2 separate regions of the Sus scrofa genome follow, and region 2 is linked to region 1. Evidence: chromatin contacts called from public Hi-C data. All regions are on one chromosome and are shown on one strand. Each heading gives the region's core, a stretch centred on a gene start, on an enhancer-like site or on the middle of the called end of the contact. The rest is flanking DNA. Distances are from core to core; before and after follow the strand shown.

The links. Hi-C and Micro-C count contacts between places; a contact is called where the count stands out from the background.
Region 2: a Hi-C map of skeletal muscle shows a contact between it and region 1, with 3 times the contacts expected there. The contact joins two enhancer-like sites. A contact is called at or near these places in 7 of 47 Hi-C or Micro-C datasets (embryonic fibroblasts, fetal heart ventricle, heart right ventricle and 3 more) and 1 of 2 datasets of contacts at active chromatin or transcription factors (skeletal muscle).

Annotation. Positions count from the first base shown.
Region 1 is chr9:97,746,545-97,752,565 of Sscrofa11.1, reverse strand. No RefSeq gene overlaps it. Among named protein-coding and RNA genes, the nearest start is that of CACNA2D1, 32 kb to the left of the region's middle. Within about 2 kb of position 1,620, at least 3 of the 83 cell types and tissues checked have an H3K27ac peak or open chromatin away from gene starts, as enhancers often do. A contact at or near this core is called in skeletal muscle, where this site is marked.
Region 2 is chr9:98,127,969-98,133,812 of Sscrofa11.1, reverse strand. All of the region lies in intron 10 of CACNA2D1 (calcium voltage-gated channel auxiliary subunit alpha2delta 1), which reads right to left. Among named protein-coding and RNA genes, the nearest start is that of HGF, 310 kb to the left of the region's middle. Within about 2 kb of position 1,987, at least 2 of the 83 cell types and tissues checked have an H3K27ac peak or open chromatin away from gene starts, as enhancers often do. A contact at or near this core is called in skeletal muscle, where this site is marked.

The DNA of each region.
Region 1 (6,021 bases), core at 371-2,870:
GAACAAGTGAAATGGACCTAGATGGGGAAAAGTGTCATGTGCTTGAGGACCACATGAGAAACAGTGTGACCGAGTTAAGAGAACATGGGGGAGAGTGAACAAGAAGAGGACTAAGAAATGAGCAACAGGGTCTTGTAGGTCACCAGAAGGATTGGTTTTATTTCTATTGATAATTGGAAGTTATTGAGAGGTTTTTAAGCCTGGGAAAGTTGTAAGCCATTTTAAAATAGTCATTCTGGTTGCTATACATGAATGGATTATACTGAGGCAAGAGTAAAAGCATTTAAAAAGCTAATGTAATAGAACAAGTAAAAAATGATAATAGCTGGTATGATAACCTGTATTAAAGATGGTGAGAAGGAATGAGATGTCAGGTTTACTTTAGGAAAATGATGACATCACCTCCTAATGGACTGTTTACCAAGGACATGGAAAAGAGAGAAACCAAAATGACTTCCAAGTTTGAGGCCTGAGCAAATGAGTTGATATTTCTGGGGAATTCTTAGGGAGAAACTGGTCTTGTTGAGCTGGGCATAACTCTTTTGGATGTGTTGAGTTTGACATGCTGACTACATCCCAGTAGAAATTATAAATAGAGCATTGATATGTGAGCCTAGAGATCTGGACAGGGTTCTCAAAAGGAGATTTTAATTTGGAGACTGATGAGATCACCTAGAAAAAAGTTAGATAGAGAAGAGGGCTAACAACTTCATCCAAGGGCACACTAAATGTACAGTTTTGTTAGAAGAATAAAGTTTAGCAAAGTCACTTAGGGAGGAGCTACCAATAAGGTAAGAGAAAAATCAAGATGTGGCATCTTGGAAACCATAGAAAGAGGTGCTTCAGGACTGAGAGGTAGTCAACTTGGTCAGTGCTGTAGAATGTGCAGTCAAAGACTTTGTACTGACTCATGGTTGCCAGTTGTTGATTGTTCTTGACTTTGATAATAGCCTTTAACATAGTCAACTTTAGATCAAGAGTTGAGTTAAAATGATGTTCTGGAATAGCATTGAGAACTTTGTCTAGATACTCATGTTGCAACAGAAGAAAGGCTGGGGGAAAAATGTAATTGTAATGTATACATGTAAGGATAACCTGACCCCCTTGCTGTACAGTGGGAAAATATAAAAAAAAAATGATATTCTGATTTGTCTTATTTTCTATCTCACCATTGTCCCCAAGCCAATTATGATTGCCCTCTAAATGTAAACAGTTTTAGTGTAACAGAATAAAGATTTTTGATGTACATGGCCTAATGATTAGCCACTCTGATACAGCTTGATTTAATATATTGTTGGGAGTCATTTCCCACAGATCTCTTGGATTTCTGTCCATCCTGCCAGAAGTCAAATTGACAGTTGGTGACTGTCTTCCCAGGGATGTTTTGTGTGTAGAGGGAATAATCTTTAAAATTGAAGATAGTTTATCCCTTGGGAACAGAAAGCTGGTTCACTGGTATATGTAAATATATATAATGTCTCCTATTGAGGCAAAGGTCAGTCAGAGTTTCTGTGGTTTATTTTTTTGTCTTTTTAGGGCCACACTCATGACATATGGAAGTTACTGTTCTAGGGGTTGAATCAGAGTTGCAGCTGCTGGCCTGCACCATAGCCACAGGAATGTGGGACTCGAGCCACATCTGCAACTTATACCACAGCTCACAGCAAGGCCAGATACTTAACCCACTGAGCAATGCCAGGGATCAAACCTGCATCCTCATGGATACTAGTCGGGATTGTTACCCAGGGACATCTTAATGTCGATTTTAAAGGACCTGTTCCTTAAACTCAGAACATCTCTCCAATAATGTAACCCACTGTGTGTACATGTAACATCTGCCCCTCTTCAAGTCTCCCTGTCAGAATTGGGGCCCAGGTTTCAATGCTAATACTCTCATATCCATTCATACAAGGAATAAAGTCCTCTGTCTTTGAACTAGAAGTTTCATGTCTCTTGTTAGCAACCATGAAACTGTAGCAGGCCAACTTGTTCTTGCAAGTATGATAGTATTTCCAAACCTACTTCAGATGTATAGGTACTCTGGTGATCTAAGCAGATCTTAGAAACAATGATTTCTTTCTAGCTTTTAATATTTAGCCTCCAATAATTCTCTCATTACATAGAGTTTTTGCTCTATGACAACTTACAAAAACTGTACATTCAAGCCTTGATGAAAAGGCTATTTCCACTAGAAAAAGAGCTGTTAGTTGCAAACATTTGGTAAAATGAGGTATCTTGAACAGATGTGGGGTGTATAATATAATAGGATTTCTAAAACTTTCCATAGAGTCTACCAACTTTGGGAGTTTATATTCTACTTTTTTCCTTGAAATAGAAATGAAACTATGTTTTGAAATTGACACAGTTTCTGTGAAGAAGGAAAAAAAATTCTGCCATTCTGTTGTAACAAATATCCCTTCAATAATATATGGTGATTTATTTTATCCTTCCTCACATACTGAGGATAATAAATTACAGAACTAGAAGAACCTCAGAGAGCATAATTTCTAACTCTTACTTTTGGATATGAAGAAACAAAAACACAAGACATGCTAAAGAACTTCCTTTTGTTAGTTATAACAAAGGAATGAACTTAGACTTCTGATTGTCAGGTAATTTGCCCTTCCATAGTGCTTTATATACTTGTTCTCTGTTCCACCGTTAATTCCTTAGTGCCAAGAAGGAGCAATGTTTTGCAAAACAATGTATTCTGAAGAGGGAAATAATGCAGCAGGGAAGTGAGGGGGGAAAAAAAAAGGATGAGTTTATAGCTGAGGCTCCCCAGTCTCCTATGGTTTGCTATTGCCAGCAAGTTCTACTTAAAAAACAACCAACCAACCCAATCTGGAATTTCATAATTCTGCTTAAAAAAACACTATTGGCTAAGAGTTCACAGATCTTACAAGCACATCATCAACACATAAGAGACACTGGGCATTGTTACCAGCATGGCAACATCTATCTATTCCTTTAATTAGTTCCCTGGACTGTTTGGTTAAGAAAGCATATAAAATTTATGATTATTTAGGATAAAAACTTAGGTGCTTGATAAACAAAATTTTTTCCAACATGTTTTAAGGCATATATATATATAGACACAGAGTAAGAATGCTTTACTAACTAGAGATACCACAAGACTTTAACAGACTGAATCAATTTACATTGAGTCTAGTGTCTATATGTAATTGTTTTTGCAGGGAAATTACTAATTTAAAATTCATATTTTTCTCTTAAGTGCAATAACAATCTTTTTTTAATTTAGTGTCCCAAAGTTGATTATAATTCCTCTTTGAATCTACTAAAAATCACGCCAAGAAGCTTCCACATCATTTTTTCCTTTTATGTGTAATCTTGTTTACATCTCTGTTTGTGGAGCAGCTTGGCTTTAAGCATGATTGATTTCTTTCTCTAACCAACCTTGAGAATTTCATTTTAAATCACCTCCAATGGGCTGCGAATTTTACTCTTACCTCCGAGCTGGAAAGCAACACCATCTAATCAGTAACAGAAATATTATCTAGCAAGTTCTCGGTATTTGGCTGGTAACTAGGAAGTTTATCCACTGCCAGCTAAACAGTGAGAACTATTTTTATACACATCAGTCATTTCTATGTTTAAATGAGAAGCAACTGCACAGAGAGTCCAAGCACAGCATTTAACAGCTGTTATGACAGAGACATTTTTTCTTTAAATTAGTATCAGCATTATATCCTATTGCTAGTTAAGATCATCTCCGGTGTTCCTAGGTTCATAAGACTTTTAAATGTACCTGAATGTGTATAGTTAGGAAACCATTAGTAAACAAAGTTTTTTTTTTTATTTAAACCAACATATACTTGAATTTAGCCTGATTTGTTTAATCAGCCAATCTTCTAAAAAATAGGCAGAATAAATTGTCACATTAAACCTAAGAGAGACTAAATATATCAACATGCTTATTCCTTAACTTGCCAATACCCGCTTATTATTAATAAGCGAGATTCAGTTTCACGGCACAGCTAAACTTAGATGAGGTTTCATTACTCATGAAGAGACATACCAAAATGGATTTCTCATGAAGCATTAACCAATTAAAGTTAGTCTCTGTAAGATCATCATAAATTATCCTTACATCCTAAAAGCTATGACAAATAGTGCAGCGTTCTATCTTGTGTTACTGTACATTTAATTCAAAGGCTCGCTCATCCTGACTTGTTGGTCTTGTCAATTTTGCTTTCCTGACTGTATTTTGGTGCCTCATTCCAAGATAATCTTGCCAGCCTATCATTTCTTCATAACCAAATATAAGGGAAAAATGCCTTAATACTGTTCTTCTGGCTTTCTCTAGGGCAATCTTGAGCCATTGCTTCTATTTCTATACTCTAACTCCCTTCTTAGCTGCTGTGATTTCATTCATGTTGGTTTTATGCCATTATAGTACCAATAAACAAAACCTTCCACAGCATTACCACTAAGTGATTGTATGTGTGTGTCTTCATATTTGCATTTTAATCTTTTTGACATTACGAACGATTGCTGTATTGAAGTCAGTAAGGATTAATCTCTACATATTGTTAAATTATGGTTAATCAAATTTCTAAAGTACTGATAAATGGATAAATATATAGCACTTACTCAGAACATTGTTTTTCACTTATAGAAATCTACATAAGTGCTTACTCACAATTAAATGATCACAGAAGTTCACTAAAATTAGGATTAGGAAGTTATTTTAGCAAACCTATTTACAATTTTAGTAGGATCTTAGTAGATCATTTAACTGCTCTAGACAACCTGCTTTTAAATTACTTGAATATGCACTGTTCAAATTCACCCCCTTTTAAACTTACCTACCACCATTAATTTTTTTTCAAGTTTGAAACAAATTTCTAAAAGTTAAAACTGTTTATTGCAAATACATTCAAGCATTCTCTCTGTTACCTACTCTTTTATACTTGGCTTTCTTCTCAACTGTTACCTACCAGTCTGTCTTAAGCAGAACTACTGTTCTTAAATTATAGGTCTTTTATTATTATTCCATTAGAAAATATTCAGTGAGTAAAATATTCTCTTAGATGGAAGACAAATGACTTAGACACTCAAAACTCTCCATAATCTGGCTCCAACATTTTTCAAATCTTACTTCCTTCTACACTCTGTCATGGACTGTAAGAGCGTGCAGAACTAAATCATGACCTGTTTCTTTAGTTTTTTTTTTTTTTTTTGTCAAAAATATATTCAAGCTTTTAAAATAGAATTTACATTAAATAGTAACTTTAAATTTTTTTCCTTATACTATATACTTATTATAAGCTGTCATGTGCTCCTTTTTCATCTTCTGATAACATATTTTTTGATCACTAACTTTGAGGCAACACCAGCCAAAGCAATGATAGTGAACACACAGTTGCATTTTTTCCAATTTGCAAAATGTCATCTAATAGTCTTTTTTTTTTTTTTTGAAAACTCGGTGATGGGATTACCATAGTTAGAATTACCTTCAGTTTTTATGTCAAGAAACTGAAGCTTAAAAAGTTATTTGCTTGATATCCCTTAAGAGGCAGTCAGAAGCAGAATCTACATCTATTTAATCCATTTTTTTTTTCACAGTAGCAATCTGTCTCAGTATCATGTTATCATATGGACACTTTTTAGTGTCATCAAAATTACTCTTACATAGAAAAGAAAAGAAAGGCAAAGAATCAAAATATAATAACTTTTATTAAGTTTATAAAATCAATTAAATAATACTAATATAATGAAATATATACTAATATAACTTTTATTGAATATCAAAAGCAAATGTGAAAACTGAGTTTAAAAAAATCCATTATTTTGACACCTGGAGCAATATTATATACACTAGACATGGCATAAAAATCTATATGGTTCATTAATTCAGACAATAGGAGTTTTAGTTATGTCATATCATTGGGAAATTCTAAGATCATATGAATTTAAGTTATAGAAATGAATAATAACCAAAATGGGAATAAACTTCAAAACTGGTAAGAAATGAGAACTCGATGCCTTTTAACAAAA
Region 2 (5,844 bases), core at 738-3,237, 380 kb before region 1:
CATGAGGCACACACTTGAGACCAATCAACAACCAACCCTCACACACACACAGTAGGCCTAGGCAGGGAAAAAAAAAGGTCTTCACTCTGGTCGAAAGCATGGGCCTTTATAGGGAAATCCAACTGTAAAGTGGGTCCAGTCCCTATTCACAGGGTGCCTGCTCTCCCTCTGAGAGCTTTAATAAACTTGCTTGTGCTTTCTAATGCATGCAACATAGCCGTAACATTTTCACTTTTTTTTCACCTCAATTCTTTGCTGAGCACATATAAGAACTGGAGAGACAATGCAACCACCATTAACAATAAGAGCAAAAGACTCATGACAAAGGAATTAAATAAATTTATAAAAGGATCATTATTTGCTGGCTAAATGATGAAAACAAAATTCATTCAAAGCCATTTCTACTGCTTAGTCATAAAATCTTTTAAAATATACTTTTAATAGCATTGTCCAGTTTCTAACTGTGGCAGATGCTACCAGTGCCCCATCCATCTTTCCATACATGTCAGCCCCAATTTAACTGCCCGAGGTTTCTGGGAGCCTTCTGCTTGTGCATATGGTGGCCTGGGGAAAACCAGGGTAATTAATGTCCCTTGGAAGCAGTCATTAACTTTAAATACTCCAGCACACTGTCTCCTTGGAAAGAATAATCTCAATTCATGCAATCTACACTGGTTTTCAGAACTGCATAGAGGATTAAGATCTAATCACTCAGAGTGGTAACCTGTTTGACAATCCATTGTTTATTAGTTTGGGTCTTTGTTTTTCTTCTCACATTTCTCTAAATCTTTCTTAGAATTACTTTCCCAATAAGCCATTTGTACTTGAATCCTGGTCTCATAAACTATTTCAGGGGAAGGAACATGTAAATTGATACTATAACCGAGCAGGGCCCTGTGGGGTTCCTGGGCATAAAAGCCTTTCTGTGTATCCCATTTCTTATTTTTAGGAAATAGTCCTCATTCAGCCTCCATGGCCTTCCCTGAGTTCCAAGCTGCTGATCGGGGAAAGAAGGGGATGCAGTCAATGGAGGAACAAACAGGTCAAGAAACAATAGTAAGCCTTGGGGCAGGATCCTGGTTCCATCTTAATGGATACACATAATAATATAGGCATCTATATACTTAAGAGAAAAGTTATGTTCCTTATGCTTCTTTTAGAAATGAGTAACACTGATCAGCTTAGAGCCCTTTTTTGTCCTTCTCCCTGGCTTAATTGGACCCTAAACATAATCACCTGTAAGCTAAAGATTAGGCACCCTGAGTACAATTGCTTGTGAGTTAAAGATTATCAGCACATGCTGGTTTTAGGAACTTCCTAGTCCATTCTAATCTCTGATCAATATGCCCTTTTCACAATAATCCAGAAGTCCACCATCATGATCATGCAGAGATTTCCTGACACCAGGTTTGATGACTAAGATTCCCCCAAAGAAAGAATGCATATTTGCCCTCAACCCTGACTCTTATCCAGAATCCTGCTTTTTTCCTGTTTACTATAAAATTCCCCACAATTCTTCCTAATGGGGGTCGCAGTCTTTAAGGCATTAGCCTCCTGGGGTCTCATTTGCCTGGCAAAGCAATAAAAGCTATTTTTTTTCTTCTTCACCCAAAACTCTGTCTCCACATTTCTATTAGGCACTGGTTGACAGAGGGCAAGTTTTGGCAGTAATACCAGCAGAAGTCTTAGGAAACAGATCCTCTGGAAGAGATTCCAGAACTAAATCATTCACCAGCCATGTGGCCACAAGGAATCCGCTGGCAACTGTCCATCAGTGATAACTTGAGTAAAGAAAACCCCTCAGAGGTTACAATATCATAACTGTTAAGATTTTCATCTGCAGTGACCGGAACACAATACTGAATAAAGGGGAGGCACCTAGAATTTGCAAAGTATGCTGACAACTGCAATCTTAAGGTCCTGGAGTTGATTAGTTGTTACATTCGTTGAAGAAAGTGACCACCTCATGTCAGCTAACTATCCATCAAGGGCAAAGGGTGACAGCCAGATGACTTACAAAGCAGCCAATAAAGAGAATCTAGGTCAACATGTGCTAGAAACAGTCACAGTATTTGCTTTTAAAAGTACATAATTATAAAGGAGCCTGCATTCACAGCCATGGCAGTCTTCTACGCAAAAGTCAGGGTACTGATAGGCAAAGAATGGGAACCTAACTATGAATGGGGGACACCTAAATTGATGTGACTGAAAACACTAACTGCCAGATTCTGCTCTACTCTCTGGATAGGCAAAAGTAATCTCATCCCCTTAAAGGGAAGTAGTTTCTTCATTCCTAGAGACAATAAAAAATGATGCTTGCTATCTTCAAGATCTGATGTCTGCTATCTTCAAGATCTGATGTCATCTGCCCTCATGGCCATAGGCAACAAATAGATCAGGTCTCAACATGGCCAACCTGGAAAAATAGTCTCTGTTCCAGGAAAACAGAAAAAGAGGATATTCAGCAAAAGAGATGTAAGATCTGTCTAATACGAACCAGCATATACTGGGAAAACATGCCAGGAAATGGGTGTGGATGGATCGTGAGGCAAAGAACACCTGGTCATCAACTTGGTGTAAGGGAGATAGATAAGAAAAGACTCAGATTCCTGTATAGTGGCAGATGGCTTGGCTAATGTTGGCCAATACCCTTGAAGAAGCAGAACTGGAAGAATTTCCTCAGGGAAGCATGAGCATGGACTTCTGGGAGTTTTCATGAAATGAGCAGATCTCTGTCTCATATCAATTACCACTAGATAACATTCATTATAGAGAAAGTGCTCAACAACTGGGTAGCTAGGGGAATGTAGGTCATCAGCCTTTTCTGTAGCAACTGTAGTGCTTAAAAAAATGGGATCAGGGGAGTTCCCGTCGTGGCGCAGTGGTTAACGAATCCGACTAGGAACCATGAGGTTGCAGGTTCGGTCCCTGCCCTTGCTCAGTGGGTTAAGGATCCAGCGTTGCCGTGAGCTATGGTGTAGGTTGCAGACGCGGCTCAGATCCTGCGTTGCTGTGGCTCTGGCGTAGGCCAGTGGCTACAGCTCCGATTCGACTCCTAGCCTGGGAACCTCCATATGCCACAGGAGCGGCCCAAAGAAATAGCAAAAAGACAAAAAAAAAAAAAAAAAAAAAAAAAAAAAGGGATCATAAATGTGGCAGCCAGGTAGCAGAGAGAGAAGGGATATACATGGGCCTAAAAACATGGCTCTTTCTCATCAAGTGTGACATAGCTACTGCCATTGGTGCCATTGGAAACTGTCTAATGCTGAGTCTTCAATACTATCACTCTTCAAAAAGACATTTAACAACTTGATATTAAATACGTTATATGTGATTTTATCTGGAATGGGACTGAGTAAACTTTGTTTTTCTTGTTACTGATACACATTTCAGTTAAGAGTACAACTACTACTGTAAACAGTATGGAGGTACCTCAGAAAACTAAATATAGAACTACCATGTGACCCAGCAATCCCACTCTTTGGCATATATCCAGAAAAAATTTTCCTTGAAAAAGATATATGCACCCATATGTTGACTGCAGCATTATTCAGAAAAGCCAAGACATGGAAACAACCTAAATGTCCATCGACAGATGAATGGATTAAGAAGATATGATGTGGTATATGTACCCAGTGGAATACTACTCAGCCATAGAAAAGAACAAAATAATGCCACTTGCAGCAACATGGATGGAACTAGAGTTTCTCATACTAAGTGAAGTAAGTCAGAAAAAGAAAGCCAAATACCATATGGTATCACTTATATCTGAAATCTAATGTATGGCACAAATGAACCTTTCCATAAGAAAAAAACTCACAGACTTGGAGAACAGACTTGTGGTTGCCAAGGGAGAGGGGGAGAGAGTGGGATGGACTGGGAATCTGGGGTTAACAGATGCAAAATATTGCACTTGGAATGGATAAACCATGAGATCCTGCTGTATAGCAATGGGAACTATATCTAGTCACTTGTGATGGAGCATGATGGAGGATAATGTGAGAAAAATAATGTATATGTATGTGACAAGGTCACCTTGCTGTACAGTAGAAGATTGACAGAACACTGTAAACCAACTATAATGGAAAAAATAAAAATCAGTAAGAATTAAAAAAAAAAAGAGTTGCCCTTTCCCCTTTCCTGTTTACAATGTCTCATCCAATATCACTAATCATATGGATTCACAAACTGCCTGATTTATCATCACAGGATATCATCATGAAATCCTGCATAACATCTCTTTAAATCAAACAATTTATTTTATGGTTAAGGAAGTCCAACAATAAATGATCACAGGATCTACTGGGTCTACCATATTCTGCCTCATTTACAAGCTGCCAGCCTGACAAAACATTGGGATAGTCTTCTAAATATGCAACTAAAGTTCTAACTTTGAAATGACTGTCTTTGAGTTGGACTATTGTCCTTCAAGACACAACATGTACTTTGAACCATAGTGCTAAGTCCATTGATGTACTGGCATCAGACTATCCATTCATAAAAAACAATGGTTACATTTTCAGGAATTTTTAGAAGATAAAGGAATCAATCCAACAAGAGAATATAGCACTTATAAGTAAATATTTATGCATGCAATATAGCAGCATCTCAATACACAAAGCAAGTATTGACAGACATAAAAGGAGACACTGGCAGTAATACAGTAGCAGCATGGAACTTAAAATACCTCACTTTCATCTAGACAGAAAATCAATATGGAAACATTGGCCTTAAATGACACGTTAGATGCCATCTTTAAGGATCATTAACTGGAAGCAATGGACACTGGGCAAGTTTTTAACTACCATTACCTGCAACTTTTTTTTCTCCCTCATTTCTCTCTCTAGCAGCCAGAGTCTATTCTACCTACACATGTGGAAGGTTGGTGCTTGAAACCCTAACTCATTTGGCCTTGAGGCAGAATAACTTTGAAGTTCATATTCTATACAACTTCTAGGATTCCTCAGTAGGATTAAGTTCCTTTAAATTAAATTAAGTTCTTTTAATTGTCTTCCTTCCTTCCCTTGCCTCACTTCTTTAATTGATTGTGTTTCCTGGGATCATGTCCCAAATAAACCACTTACACTTGAATCCATGAACAAGAATCAGTAAGAAGCCAGATTAAGACATTAACCATATTTAATGTCTGCTGGGTTTACATAAATTTCATTAGATATGCCAAATCTGTAATGAATTTATTACTTTTACAACTTGCTCTTTTTCTATGCCAAAGATATTTTTCCAATGACTTTAAATAAACATATGTTTATGTACTAATTAAACTAAATGATTATCTTTTCTGATCATTTTATTTGAGTGACCAAGCATTACATTTTACTTGTTCTCATTTTGTTGAATGAGTTAACACACACAGGGTCAGATTATAAAATCAGACTGACATGAATCAGAGCTCGTATGTAGTATCAAATTATACTAATATCAAGGATGCAGATAAGCTAAAGTGTTGCTAAAGGTTCAGATAAAGCATAGAAAGAAATGGGCATGAAGAGAAGTTTCCCAAGGGGTTATGAGCTGAACTATGCCCCCAGTCCAATTCCTATGTTTATGTCCCAACCACCAAATTTAACAGTAATCATAGATTAAATGTTTTATTTTGGCCGCACCCATGGTATATGGAAGTTCCCAGGCCAGGGATCAAATCTGAGCCACAGGAGGTCCTTACCCACTGAACTTGGCTGGGGATTGAACCCATATCACTGCAGAGACATTTTGGATTGTTAACTCATTGCATCACTGCAGGAACTCCAATAGATAACTTCTTTAAAGAGGTAAGTTAAAAAGGAGGCCATCGGGGTCATTTTTAAGAGCATGATCCAATATGAC